Regions from separate parts of the Mus musculus genome. Here regions 1 and 3 are each linked to region 2. Evidence: chromatin contacts called from public HiChIP or PLAC-seq data. All regions are on one chromosome and are shown on one strand. The core of a region is the stretch at or near the end of the contact, and the rest is flanking DNA. Distances in the headings are between cores, read along the strand shown. Region 1 holds the start of Map7 (microtubule-associated protein 7). Region 2 overlaps Map7 (microtubule-associated protein 7). Region 3 has its middle 16 kb from the start of Map7.

Evidence for each region. HiChIP or PLAC-seq counts read pairs in DNA pulled down with a chosen protein or histone mark.
Region 1: a contact with region 2 is called in an H3K27ac HiChIP or PLAC-seq map of embryonic stem cells, with 5 read pairs. The contact joins the promoter of Map7 here to the enhancer-like site in region 2. A contact is called at or near these places in 5 of 484 Hi-C or Micro-C datasets (bone marrow-derived DN3 thymocytes, cortical neurons, embryonic stem cells and 2 more), 4 of 115 datasets of contacts at active chromatin or transcription factors (embryonic stem cells, extraembryonic endoderm stem cells, kidney and 1 more) and 4 of 9 other capture datasets (adipose tissue, embryonic stem cells, liver and 1 more).
Region 3: an H3K27ac HiChIP or PLAC-seq map of embryonic stem cells shows a contact between it and region 2, with 7 read pairs. The contact joins two enhancer-like sites. A contact is called at or near these places in 9 of 39 promoter capture datasets (the 3T3-L1 cell line, 3T3-L1-derived adipocytes, the HPC-7 cell line and 4 more), 21 of 484 Hi-C or Micro-C datasets (2-cell embryo, Th2 cells, brain and 15 more), 14 of 115 datasets of contacts at active chromatin or transcription factors (craniofacial prominence, embryonic stem cells, epiblast stem cells and 4 more) and 4 of 9 other capture datasets (adipose tissue, embryonic stem cells, liver and 1 more).

Annotation. Positions count from the first base shown.
Region 1 is chr10:20,169,062-20,173,514 of GRCm38.p6, forward strand. Map7 (microtubule-associated protein 7) reads left to right here and starts at 1,961. Exons shown (of 18, transcript NM_001358787.1): 1 at 1,961-2,260. The coding sequence starts at 2,128. It overlaps Gm51795 (a long non-coding RNA gene), which reads right to left. Exons shown (of 2, transcript XR_003948992.1): 2 at 2,184-3,704.
Region 2 is chr10:20,262,573-20,267,192 of GRCm38.p6, forward strand. Map7 (microtubule-associated protein 7) reads left to right here. Exons shown (of 18, transcript NM_001358787.1): 9 at 4,164-4,279; 10 at 4,551-4,620. Among named protein-coding and RNA genes, the nearest start is that of Gm48249, 22 kb to the right of the region's middle. Within about 2 kb of position 2,044, at least 6 of the 459 cell types and tissues checked have an H3K27ac peak or open chromatin away from gene starts, as enhancers often do. A contact at or near this core is called in embryonic stem cells, where this site is marked.
Region 3 is chr10:20,152,472-20,156,677 of GRCm38.p6, forward strand. It overlaps a transcript of Map7 not described here. Among named protein-coding and RNA genes, the nearest start is that of Map7, 16 kb to the right of the region's middle. Within about 2 kb of position 1,265, at least 14 of the 459 cell types and tissues checked have an H3K27ac peak or open chromatin away from gene starts, as enhancers often do. A contact at or near this core is called in embryonic stem cells, where this site is marked.

The DNA.
Region 1 (4,453 bases), core at 711-3,210, 94 kb before region 2:
CAATTCTCCTGGCCTTCTTTCAAGCCACCAGTCTGGATCTAAATGTGCACTCACTTAGTTAAATCACAAGCCTTTGGAGGGAAGGGTTTTTGAGAATTTGTCCATTTCCGTGGGGTTTGCTAGCCATTATACCCAGCACTGGGCAGGGAGGTGCAAATGAATGAAAACGGTGTGTCTCAAGAGGGTTTATAGTAGAGAAGAAAACACCTTGAAGATAAATGCAAAACACTGTGCTGGTTACAGTGGGTGTGCTGTAGATGTGGTAACCTTTTATTTATCAGCCACCTCTTATGAGCACTGTATTTGTTTAACCCTTACCCTCAACCTGATAAAATAGTCATCACCCAGCTGTCCAGAGAAAACTGGGCCACTAAGAAGAGTAAAGTACACTAGCCGAAGTTTGTTTCATACAAAAGACATGTTAGCTTACAGGCGATGCCACTAGACTCCTTCAGGGACCTAGCAATGACTCACTTCATCACCTGCTCCCAAGTGCAGGTGGCTCACCAGGTGACTTTTATAAAAAGGACTTTTTGATTTCCCAGCCAGTCTGCTGGCATCTCTTCCTGTCATCCTCTGTCCCCCACTTCTCTGCCCTCATGACTTTCCTCTAGTCTGTCTGCCTCCACCCCTTCTCCAGATCCTTACTCCCCTCCCTTCCCCCAAAGGCCTGTTACATGGTGTGATTTCTCAGGGGGCACCTTGGCATGGGACCCCAGGTCCCACACATATGCGGAGTTAGAATCTTTGACAGTGTGTAGGAGAGTCGTTTAGGGGGAAGGATTGCCTTTGACATTAGATTTAATTTGGATTAAAGGCCAAAAGAAAATAACTTTTTTTTCCTTCATTTAGCAATTAGCATTTTTGAATTGTTATTTGTTGCTATAAAAACTATTGATTAAAAAAAAATTACTGTACAAATTTGAAGCAACATAAAAATGGAAAGTCTTAAAATGAGCAAACTTACTTCAGAACGAAACAAAAATCATACGGCGGCTGCATGCTTCTGAGAGAATAGTCCTAAAGAACCGAAACTGGGTGACTAGCCGAGACCTGTTTGGCAGACGCCCGGGCATTGGGATAAGGAGAGCTGTCATGCAGTGGCAGGCAGCTGGGACTCCCCTCTTTGGCTTTGTCTCTGTCCTTTCAGCCTGACTTTCAGAGAAAGTGTTTTTAGTTGAAAGAGGCAGTCTCCAATTTCTGGTCTCCTTGGAGGGTTTCGGTATTGTGCTGGTGGGCCTCATGAACGAAGCGAACAGTGTATCTTGAGAGAGTTTATACATGAGTTGAGAACACATTGAAAATGAATTCGAAGCCCCATACATCAGGACAGATGCCACCAAGGCTCAGCCTATACAAACATGGGTGTTTGTGTCAGGAGAGTGAGGCAGCGGCGGCGGGATGCCTGCCTTATCTTTACTTACTGTAATAGACCACGAGGGAGGGGGAGAAGGAAACCCCTCTCCTGTCCTGAAGAATTAGCTGCTGCTCCTGCAGACGAACCCGTTTCTCCTGCTCCACCATTCCGCCGCTCAGCTCTGCCACCCAGAGGAGGAGGGAGCTGCCCTGTGCAGCTAAGCCTCTGCTGGTGGGTTCTGAGGACTGCATCCCAGGGCAGCTGGAACTGCTCCCAGCCTCCTTCATTAGGCTATGTCAGGGTTGTCAGGGCAACTGTTCACAGCAGGCATCATGTCATCTTTTGCCCTCCGCTGCATGCTGAATGTTTTGCTGTGCGGTAGCAAAAAGAAGACTGGGAAAGCTGGCTCTGATTGACCAAGGCTAGGCAGTCCAAGGGAGGCATCGGAACCTGCGTGCCTTTAATAGAGGCCTTCTGAAATGGGTGTGTGCGCGCGTGCGCGTGTGTGCATGTGCGAGAGTGTTTACTCACCAGCGCCTGTGCCTATTGGGGGGAATAAGTGGGAGGGGGCTGCTGCTAGGTGAGGGGCAGCAGCAGGACCTCAGTTGCCAAGTAGCTGGTAGTATCTGTCAGCTGTTCTCACTGTTTACCCATAGGGGATCTATTACAAGTGCTCAAATGAACAGGCAGCTTAGGAGCTAGCAGCTTCTGGGAGCTGCAATTACATAAGCATATATATTTAATATAATTGCCGAACAAGTAGCAGCGTTATGCCTGGGTCAGCTACAGCGATCCGACAAGAGAGACTGAAGAAGACTCCTGCAAGGACAATTCCCCTTGCTCTATTCACCATTAATGAGGAAGATGAGCTGCAGAAGAGTGGAAATGCCAGAAGACCCAAAGGTATGCATCAGCCCTACCCCTCACTGGAGCCGGATCCAGCACTGTTCTTACATTGATTATCGCACGGGTTCCGAACTGCACGCGCAATGCCTGCTTCTCGAGTATTCGTGACCTAACACAGCTTGCTGGTCACGCTCGCACACCCTCGGGGTATGGAGTCTGATGGAGTGGAAATAAATTTTGTAGGTTTGGTCTATTTCAGGTCAGCTTACTTTTTAAGACCCAAACTATTTTCCTAGTATAAAGGTCTTTAATATTCACTCCTTCATTTAAACAGGGGCCAGTGACTCTGACCTCGTGGGGGAATAAATTTGGCTTCAAGGGGTTTAAAGGAACAGTACCCTCACTTTCCTGTAGCCACGTCGGATCATTTCTGTTTACTTCAGTGAAATGAGCTTCTCTGTAAAAAGGACGGATTAGGTAAAGTGATTTTTTTTCCAGAGCTCCCTCCCCACGGGCAGAAGATGAGCATGCTTCCAGGTTCCTTCTACTCAGATGCTGAGGGAGAAGGAAGGCAGGCAGGCAAACTTGGGCAGCCAGGGAGAGGGAGCAGCATGAGGTCTCGCTTCTGACTGCTGCTGCTGAGTACTCTGTGCCACTTCAGACATGCTGGCTACAGAACACAGAGGTCTGAGCCTTGAGTGTCCCCTTGTGCTGATGACATGGCAGCAGCTGCTCAGGCTTCAATCCCATGGATGTCCTTCCGAGGTGTTGTCTCATAGCCACTCTCATGCATCTTTGAAGAAGGGCTTTTAGGATTGCACTTAAATTTTCCAGCATCCTGTAGGCGTCTTCCTGCAAGCTGTTCTCTCTAGCAGAAGAGGTACCTATCTGTTTATTTTTATGAGCTGTTTGGGTCTTATATTCTGTCACTGGCAAATTTTCTATCACCGACATTATCAAATTTTCCATAGTGTGGCTCTAGCCACTGACGCTTTGTTCCTAGCTCCAAAATGAACCATGTTGCTTTTGCTAAATATAATGGAAACTGTGTACTTTAAACCCAAAAGTAAGTTTTTCTTCCATTCTTGAAAAGAGTATTATCACTGCAGATGATTTCTGTTTGTTGTCGGGGTTTCTGTCGGAATGCCCAGTGACCTCAGAAACTCAGTGTTGCTGTAGAGGGGGGATATTTCTTCAGTTGCTCATGGGTTGACAGCTGAGTCCGAGCAGGCTGCTCTCAGTGAGACCCCTCCAAGGTGGTCAGCAGCCAGTCATTTATTCTCTGCAGAATTGGGAACTTTTTTTAAAGTTAATGCCAATTTGTTGAAGCATTCCCATGGTGTATTTGTCAAAACATCCTGGCTCGGTGAGTCTTCCCTGGAGTGTCCTGCAATTATCATTTTGGATAGCTACCCATTTTTTCTTACTTTTCATGACTTTTTCTTCCTGGCTTCTTTGTTTTTAATTTTCCTTCCAAATAAAACCTGTCCTTGGGTAGTTCCTTTAAAAGAAAAGGAGAGAGGGGAAAGTCAGTTCTAAAGATGTTTGGGTATCCACCAAGAATCTTAAACCAAGGAGTTCTGATCCCCTGCTGTTTATCCCTTTTTATGTCTGTGTGTGTGTGTTTGTGTGTGTGTGTGCGCGCGTGTGCGCGTGTGTGTGTGTGTGTGTGTACGTGTGCTTGATGGTTGGGATACATGGGGAGGATTCCATTCTATTAAGGATGACCAGGGTTTCTTTACATCCATATATGTCTCTAATTTATGACCTAGGAAACAAAATGAGCTGATGAATAATTCTGGATATCTCTGATTATGCTTAATGAATAAAAGCACTGTGGCTGTGGTTTTCGGTTTCTCTTCAAGCATCTGAGTAGCAGGAATGTCCATTTTCTAGTCCAGCTCTGCCTAGTAGAAAATCACAGCCGTGTTTCATTTCCGCACTGTCCAGTGTGATAGCCATTAGCCACGTGCAGCTACAGAGCACTTGAAATAAAGCTAGAACAATGGAGAAACTGATCTATTATATTTAGTTTACTTAAGTCCAAGTCGCCACATGAGACTGCTTTATAGGCCCACAGAGTCTGTCCTATAGAGCTGTGACATAGGTTCGTGTTGACAAACTCCCAGTGCCAGACATGGTTAGGTCTTGTGGTAAAAAGAGGAAGACAAGGGAGTTCAGGATGCATGAAGTCCTGAGTTCAATCCCAGCATAGCATGAACTGAGTGTGGTGTCCCATGAAGTGTAATC
Region 2 (4,620 bases), core at 794-3,293:
ATCTGTCTCTTTGAATCCTTCATCTTTGTTTAAACTGTGAGCTTATGCGCTGTAGTTGGGAGATGTGAACATTGTTCTATGGCTTTGAACTTCAGTCATGATGTCCCCAATCCACCACATGTCACTGCTTGCTTGGCAGGGATGATGTGACCCTGGTTGTAGAGGCTAGAACTTTAAAAACAAAATAAAAACAAACAAAATTGTGTCGACAGAGCAATTCTCGTGTTTAAAGCTGATGGATGCTTTAAAGAGTTCTGCTTCGAGGTGTGTCTGAGGACTGAGCGAGGGTGAGGATTCTGCCTAAAGGAAATGTTTTTGTGAGCCACTTTAGGCATCAGTGCAATTCACACCTGAGACAAGCCTCACAGCCCTGTAGCCAAAGGGGAGCCTACCTCTGATGTCCGTGATCGCTCTCTTCATTAGCTTCATGATGCTTTGGAGATCCTAGCTTCAGACAGAAAGTGACAGTGAACACTTAGAGTGCATGCGCAGAGGGGGAAAGTGGGTACTGAAGGGAAAACACTTAACGTCAGGTAGGAGGAGGACTGTGGCCAACCGTCTGTCACCCTTTGAGCTTTGGTGGTTCTGTCTGTTGATGCCTTCCTGTGTGTGATCAACTAGACTTTCATTGCCTTGCGATCAAGTAGTTAGGGACTGCTACTGTCAGGGAAATGATGTTTATATCTGCATTGTGGAATCAGGACTGGTTAACTGTATTGAATACCTGGAAAGTAGCTAATGGTATAGATGGACTGAATATTTAATTTTTGAAGTGTGTAGAGACTAGGGATATGGCTCAGTGTGTAAAGTGCTTGATGTGCAAGTGTGAGAGGCTCAGACACAAGCATGAAAGACGAGTTTGGCCTCATGGCTGTAACTTCAGCATTGGGGTGTAGACGGCTTCAGCGTTGGGGATCCATGGGCTTGCTGGCACTGACCAGCTGACATGGCCAGTAAGAAACCTGTCTCAAAATATTAGGAGGAGAAATGGCTGAGGAAGGCACGAGCCTATGACTTCTATCCATGGGTAGGCACAACACACACCAAGACTGGAGTTGCAGAATAACATTAATCTATATAAGTGTCTGAAGAAGTGCCAAACTGTTTTGCCTAGTGACTGTACCGTTCTGCATTCCTATCATTCATGCAAAAGGAGTCCAGTTTCTCCACGACAACACTTGCTATTTTCTGTATTTGTTTTTATAATATCCAATTTACTAAACATGAGTGATATCTCATGATTTTGATTTGCATCTCAGCATGGCACATTTTTGTAGACTGTAGCAGCTAGTAAGTGTTTGGAGAGATGTTTACCAAAGGCGTGTGTGTGTGTGTGTGTGTGTGTGTGTGTGTGTGTGTATCACTGATGATCCAGCACAGGCCAGCTTTACATCCAGTAACAAAATGTTGCATTGTGGGAGTTATGTGTTTATTCTAGATAATGGCTCCTGGCCATATAGGTATAGGCTGCCTGTTCAGTCTTTTGTGACTTTTGACCTATAGAAAATTTTGTTTGATGTTCATGTGCTGTTTTTTTTGTTTTGTTTTGTTTTGTTTTTTGGGGTTTTTTGTTTGTTTGTTTTTGTTTGTTTTTTATGCCTGTGCATTGGGTCCATAAATTAAGTAACCGGTTCCATGATATGAAACTTTTTTGGATGTCAGCCCCTTTTACAGTTTTAAGACTCAATCCACTTTAAGTTCATGTTTGTTGTGTAAAGGAAGAGTCCAGTTTCACTGTTTTTCCTGTAAATATACTACTTCCTCGCTAACATTTGCTGAAGACTGTCCTTCCCTTGTTGAGTGGTCCCAGGCTCTATGGTTTCTAGACTTTATTCTATTTGTTTGGTCTACATGCCAATACCATGCTACTTGAACTGTAGCCTTAAAATATATTTTAAAATCAGGAAATGTGAGCGGTTCTTCTCCAGATATTGTGAAGTCCCTGCATGCTGGTCGGCGGGCAGCCGGGTTGACTTGAGCGTTGTGTGTGCACTCAGCAGTGTGGAAAGGGTTCAGAGTAAGGATGGTTGTAGCACTTGCTCCTCATTAACTCACACCAGCATGGAGTCCACAGGGTGCCTTTGTGGGTGTGCTGCGCAGACAAGTGGCTGGATGTAAGGCAACAAAAGAATTGAAAAGAGAAGGACAGAGCCCCAGTTTGGGCTCTCATGGCCTTTGTCTCACTGTCACCTTGATGAGACTGTCAAGGGCATAGGCCCATTCCCCGGGCCCTGACCCAGGAAACCCAAATGGGCAGAGTTAGCCCCAAGTGCCTCACATTGCACTTCTGTCTTTCTCTTTCTGTCTTTCCCACCCAGCTCCTTGATCTTATTTAAGCCACATCAAAATGTTTCTACAACCTACACGTGGTAGCACACACCTTTAACCCCAATACTCTGGAGACAGAGGCAGGTAGACTCAATGAGTTCAAGGCCATCCTGGTCTACACAGTAAGTTCCAGGACAGCCAGAGACCCTGTCTCCAAACACACACACGCACACACACACACACACACACACACACACACACACTCTCTCTCTCTCTCTCTCTCTCTCTCTCTCTCTGAGCCAAGAGATGGGCCAGCCACAGGTAAAGGTACTTGCTGGCAAGCATGATAATCCCAGTTCATCCCGAGCCTGCAGGCTGGAAGGAGAAAACCAACTCTGACGTTCACAAGTTGTCCTTAGACGCAACACAGGCATACACTCACAGAGGAATAAGCAAATAAGGAAATAAATGAATGTGTGTTTTAAAACTTTGTTAAAGGAAGAAGAAAGGACTTACTTTGCTACTTTAGCATCTCCCTTAGGAAGAAAGGTGGTCCCTCCTCCCTAGTTCCAGTCTTCCCGATGCTTGTCTATCTACCACTGAGGAGGGAACCCATCTAGTAGCTGCGCCTTTTACCACCCAGAGACTGCACCCGTCCTTCAAGGCCCCACCTGCCTTTGAGGAGTCAGTTGGGGCAGAGGGTGGCCTTGCAACTGGGTTGATCCAGACATGGCCCCCACAGCCATGGGAGGATCTTCTTTACCCTCAGTTCTTCTGTGGTAGGAACTCAGCAGAGACAGTGGAGACATCAGAGGTTTCCTCCACTGGTAGCCCAGTCAGCCAGCCCGGAAGGTGGGAGAAGCAGTTTGAGGAACTCAGTAGAGAAGGAGCGGGAGCACTGTGATTGTTCACTGGCAGCCTGGCTGGGTGACATCTACCTGTCCCTGGTTCCTTGTACTGGATTAGCCAGAGGTCCCCGGCTAGCATCCTCCTCGGTCCTCTCTTCTCACCCCGTATCTCCTCCTCCCTCCCTTCCTCAGCCTGAGATTCTTCAAACACGGAGCTTCCTCTTGCTCCCTTCTGTTTTCTCCCCACTCTTGCCTTTTGACTTCAGAACCTTGGAACACATCTCTGGTCTTCTCTTCCTACGTTTGGCCAGATCTCTGGCTGAGCGCTAGGCAGTCATCATGGAGGGCTGGTGTCTCCGCTCACTGTTGGAGCTCTTTCTAGGAACACACGACCTACACTTCCTCACCTGAGCCCCACTTTCCTTGTAGAGTAAGGGGACCCTTATGTAAGGACTTATCTACAAAAGTCACATAAAAGGTGACCGTGTATCTGAAATACCAGACATGTGAGTAAATGATGGAGCGATGGTATATTCCAAAACAGAAGAGAACTGCTAAAGAATAGAAAAGTAGAACATGTGCTTAAAAGTAGTGTGGCTCAGTAGTAGGGCACTTGCCCAGTATGACGCCTGAGGTTTAATCCTCAGTATGGCAAAAAGAAAAATGACAAAATTTAAAACAAAAGGAACATCTGTAGAGATAAGGTAAAGTAATTCCAGGTAATGTTAGACAGAAAGCAAAGGTGCTTTTTAAAAGTTTATACTTTTTTGTTGTTTGTTTATTTTTTTTGAGATTATAATTACATCATTTCCCCCTTTCCTTTACTCCCTTCCAACCATCTCTCAGATCTTCTTTATCCTGCCATCTGTGTTGGCTCAGTTATGTACTGTTCGATTGTTAGCAGACAGGCGCCTTGTCCTGCAGTGGCGTGGATATATGACGTAGTTTAGAAGTTGTCTTAAATTCTTAAAAACACTAAGTGGTCTGTAGTTTGTCGTTGGATATCGTTAATATGAAAATTCTAATTACTGAGTTTCTCTGAACCAGAGCCATAAAAGAGAGCGAGAAAGAGAACACGTTCCCTTCCACGTTTCCCCGGGCGCCCGCAGGACTCTGTCTCCATCTAATCTCAAAGCGAGGTCACCGGCTCCAGCCCGCCTTTGGTGAGTGTGGCGGAGGTGCATGGGAAGGCCCACCATGGAGAATTAGCTTCTGTCCTCACTGCTTGCCTTTGACTTTGGGGACCGCAAGCTGTCTTTTAGCAAAAGGAGAAAGGATCGTTGAGCTGAGTCTCACTAGCCACTCCTTTTCCACATTTATCACAAACAGAAAATCCTCCTATCAGAACGTCTGCTTGGTTTTACATGTGTGGGTGTTCTGGGGTCTGGTAAGATGATCCTGACCTACTCATTGTCTTTGTCTTCTTTGGCCCAGGCTCCCATCCAAGTCCATGCCTCATCTGCCTGGTACTCCCCGGCCTGCATCCTCCTTGCCTCCCGGCTCA
Region 3 (4,206 bases), core at 15-2,514, 110 kb before region 2:
GTTTCATGCTGCTTTTGATTAATCTGTGATGCCCAAAGTCTGATGTGCAAGGAATAAATTAATGCCCATATGTTTTGGTGAGATCTGTTGCCATTCTATTGGAAGATATTACTTACAACCTAGAATGGAGTTTGTTTGTTGTTGTTGTTTTTAAAAATCAGGATTCTTGGTGGAAAGACTTAGACTCCCCCCCTCCCCCTTTTTTTTAACATTTATTTATTTTATGTATATGAGTACACTGTCACTGTCTTCAGATATACCAGAAGAGGCCATCAGATCCTATTACAGATGGTTGTGAGCCACCATGTGGGTGCTGGGAATTGGAACTTGGGACCTCTAGAAGAGCAGTCACTGCTCTTAACCACTGAGCCATCTCTCCAGCCCAGACTTAGACTTTCTTACTGTGGTCATGTATCTTGTATGAAATTTTCCAGAGTAAAAAGTGATCTTTATTTAAGCCAGAAGGGCCTCTGTTGTCCCCAAATAAGCATAGAAAGTAGACACTCAGGTTGTGCTTATGCTGTGACGTAAGCCCCTCCCTATTGAAATTCAGATCCTAGAAGCTAGAATTGCTGCTGCTTCAGGGGGCAAACTTCACATCTCGCTAAGTCAGTGGTTCTCTCCTGAGAACCACTGGTAAGTTGAAGAGAAGTCAGCTGTTGTCATAGCTTAGGTATGTGTGTGAAACGCAAATTTACACTGGCATGGTCTCTAAAGAATTCACACACTTGTGTCATGATACCTGAAAACAAATTATTCGAAGAGCTTTAAAAAACATACTCAAGTCTTGTTAGTACAAGAACTAAAGACATCGAGGCTTAGACTAATTTAACCAAGAATGTGTACTTTCCATGGGTTATTAAAATGACGGAGTTTGGAAGGTTGATGAATATGATCTTTGAGTTTAGTAAGGAAATCCACAGGCCAATGTGTACGGGTCGTGAGGGTTCAGTGGAGGAAGGATGGACCACTCTGGCTGTGGTCATCCCGGAGCACCTGCTGCAGCTAGCACTTAACCGCCAAACAACAGGGAGTGATGTGTGGTCAGAGGGAGGAGGAGGGGAAATAAAGGCATACAGGAGAGGAGCTAAAGTTTCTTGACAGGACAAATGTGAAAGGCTCAAAGTGAGTGTTCAGGGAAATCAGTTAGGCATGATGGATATGTTGAGGCCAAAGGTCAAGCCAAGAGGCTAGAACAGTATTGTTGGAGCAGGAAGGCTTGTCTTGATAAAGCTTTGTTAATCAGAATTAAAGAGCTGGGTTGCACAATTAGCACAAACACACCCTCTCCTAGGGAGGTCCTTTTCCTCCTACCCTGCCCATTTGGGACAGCTGTGCTTGAGTTCGGGAGGTGCCGGTTTGCTCTGGAACCTGGAAGGAGAGCTTCTTTTCAGAGCAGCTGTGTAGACCAGATGGAGGAAGAAAGGAGAGAGAGTTTGGTCTCCAGACTTAACTCTGAGGTCCCTGGATAGAGCTAGGTAGGCACTGGCCTGTCAGTGGGTATAAAAAAAGGAGGCCGGTTTGGGACTCTGAGATGTCAGAGGATCACAGGTAAAAAGAAGACACAAGGCGATCCACTTTTAATTGGTTCATTAGTTTAAGCTTGACCCGAACATATTAGTGAGTACAACTGAGTAAAAGAAAAGGTGGAAAAGTGTCAGTAGTGATGCCAGATAGTTAACTGGTGAACCTGCAGGAACAGACACGAGGTCAGGTCTGAAGGCCACTCCAGGAAAGATCAGAAAGAAAAACTGCAGACAGGATAGACAACCATTCAAAATGGAGGAGGGACAGACAGCCAAGTCAGAGAAGTGAGAGATGCCCAAGAGGGACAAAAAGGTCAAACATTCCAAAACTGAAATGATATTTTAAAGCCATTACTTTGGATTGAGGTTTCCACTGGTTTCTCCTAGCAGAGGAATTTCAGTTGGTCCAAGAGTTGGGGGCACATCCTTTATAATAATGATTAATAGATTGAGCATTGGAAAGATGAGATAGCCCAGTAGACCGTTCCATAAAAGTTGCCAGAAAAAAAAAATCAATACATTAGAAATTCTCGAATAAGTAGAGGTGGGTTTTTTGTTTTTGGTTTTTTTGTTTTTTGTTTTGTTTTGTTTTGTTTTTTCTGAGACAGGGTTTCTCTGTATAGCCCTGGCTGTCCTGGAACTCACTTTGTAGACCAGGCTGGCCTCGAACTCAGAAATCTGCCTGCCTCTGCCTCCCGAGTGTTGGGATTTAAGGCATGCCCGGCTAGTAAAGGAGTTTTTAATTGTTTTTTAAATGTGTTGTTTCAGTAGACTGTCAACGTAGCTATAGATGTATAACCATCACTGTCGATAGGGCTTAGAGTCTTGTCTTCCAGAGCTCCCTCTGGCTCATTTCCCACCCACTGATCTATTTTCCATCTTTGCTTTGACTTTTCCCAGAGTCTTAAGTGGAAGCATACCATGTAACCTTTGCAGGGGTGCCGCCCCCCGCCCCCACAGCCTAATGTATTTGAGATCTGAGCACACCGTGATGTGCATTGGTAGTTCCCTGCCCTAGCACCTAGTGCTTCCCTGTCCCCAACTTAAGGACGTCCAGTCACTCCTAGGTTTGGGTAGGAGAAACAACTGTTGCAAATATTCGTATGTTGGTTTTTACGTCACTGGTTTCATTTATGGCAGATACTTACATTGTTGTCTCCAATGTGATTGTGTAAGACGTTGCCACTTCTAGGGTGGCTGTACACCTTTTTCTGTGAGCGTCCTGTGAGATTGTTCTGCATCCTTTTCGGCCCTTGTATATTTTGTTGATTTGATGGTTTTCATTTTAGTCACTCCACTAAGTTTTTTAAGTAAGCTGTAATTGCTTCAAAGTGAGATATTTTTTGCTTGATGCTAATGCAGTCTCTGAAATGAGGTCATGTTGAGCCCAGAACCCAGGGTTCTGTTTGGTGGCTTGCTGTTCTGTGATTCTGGGAACTGAGCTCAGGGCCAGGTCCATATCAGACAAGTTCTTGATCACCAGCTATATTCCCAGCTCTAGAGTCTGTCTGACGCCCATCTTGGCTTCATCTCCTTTTCTCTTATCCCCAAGGCCTTTCTTCCTTCCTGTGCAGCCTGTGCTCTGAGATTGTGAGCCGACGCACTTTCACACAGAGGACCCGTGCCAGTGCCCTTCTCTCTCCTCTCCGGGGCATCTGTACTCTCATCCCTAGACCTGACAAGGAGCTTTTGTATTAGAATATTGTAAATAGCCTGGCGTGGTGATGCTGGCCTGCAGGGCGGGCTCCCCTCATGGTCTCCATGAGTCTACATAGTAAGTACCAGGCCAGCTAGTGAGACCCTGGATCTAGAAAAATGAAAAGAAAGCAAGCTGGGAATACTGGTTGTATATCTTGTCTTGTGATCCCATTTCTTGGGACTCACTCTGTTATCAAGATGAATGCTTTGTGTTAATCTCCAGTTTGTGAAATGCTCTCAGTGCCTGTAGTCTGTCGCTGAACTCTTTATCTCTGTCAGGGACCAGGTCTTCGTGCTTGTTGCAGTGAGACTTGTTCTCCAGTTTAAGGCTCTACTCCCCAGCAATGTGCCTCCTACCGCCTTACTATTATAAATTACTATTTATAATTTTCCTTATAATGTTTAGTTGTTTGCAATGTAAATTAAATGACATTTCACTGCTTTTTCCTGTTAAGGATTATTCTCTTTAATATGTATTTAAATTCAGAACTAGTTGAAAAATTAGATTTTTTAATTAGGTGTTACTTCAAGTTTTACTTTTTCATTATTTCTTGTTTATGTGTATGTTTGAGAGTATAGCGTGTATAATTCGGGCATATATATGAGTGTGTAAGGTTTATACACCTGTGCGTGTTAATGTGGCTGGACTGCTTCATCACTCTATGCCTATTCCTGAGACAGAAACTCATTGATTAAGGAGGCAAGCCTCGCCCCCAGTCCTTCTGTCTCCACCTCACAGCTCTGGAATAATAGATGCACCCATTCATACTGCATTCACACCGGCTTTCTAGATGGATACTGGAGATTCAACTGGGGTCCCACACTGACTCACAGACATCTTATTCACTGAGCCATCTCTCCAACCCTTTTTCTTTTTTTCTCTAGAGCTACTAGGGATCAGATACAGGGAGGACCTTTTGCATGTTAGGCAAATGCTCTGAACTGAGCTGCACCCCATGATAATGACTTTCAATGCTAATTT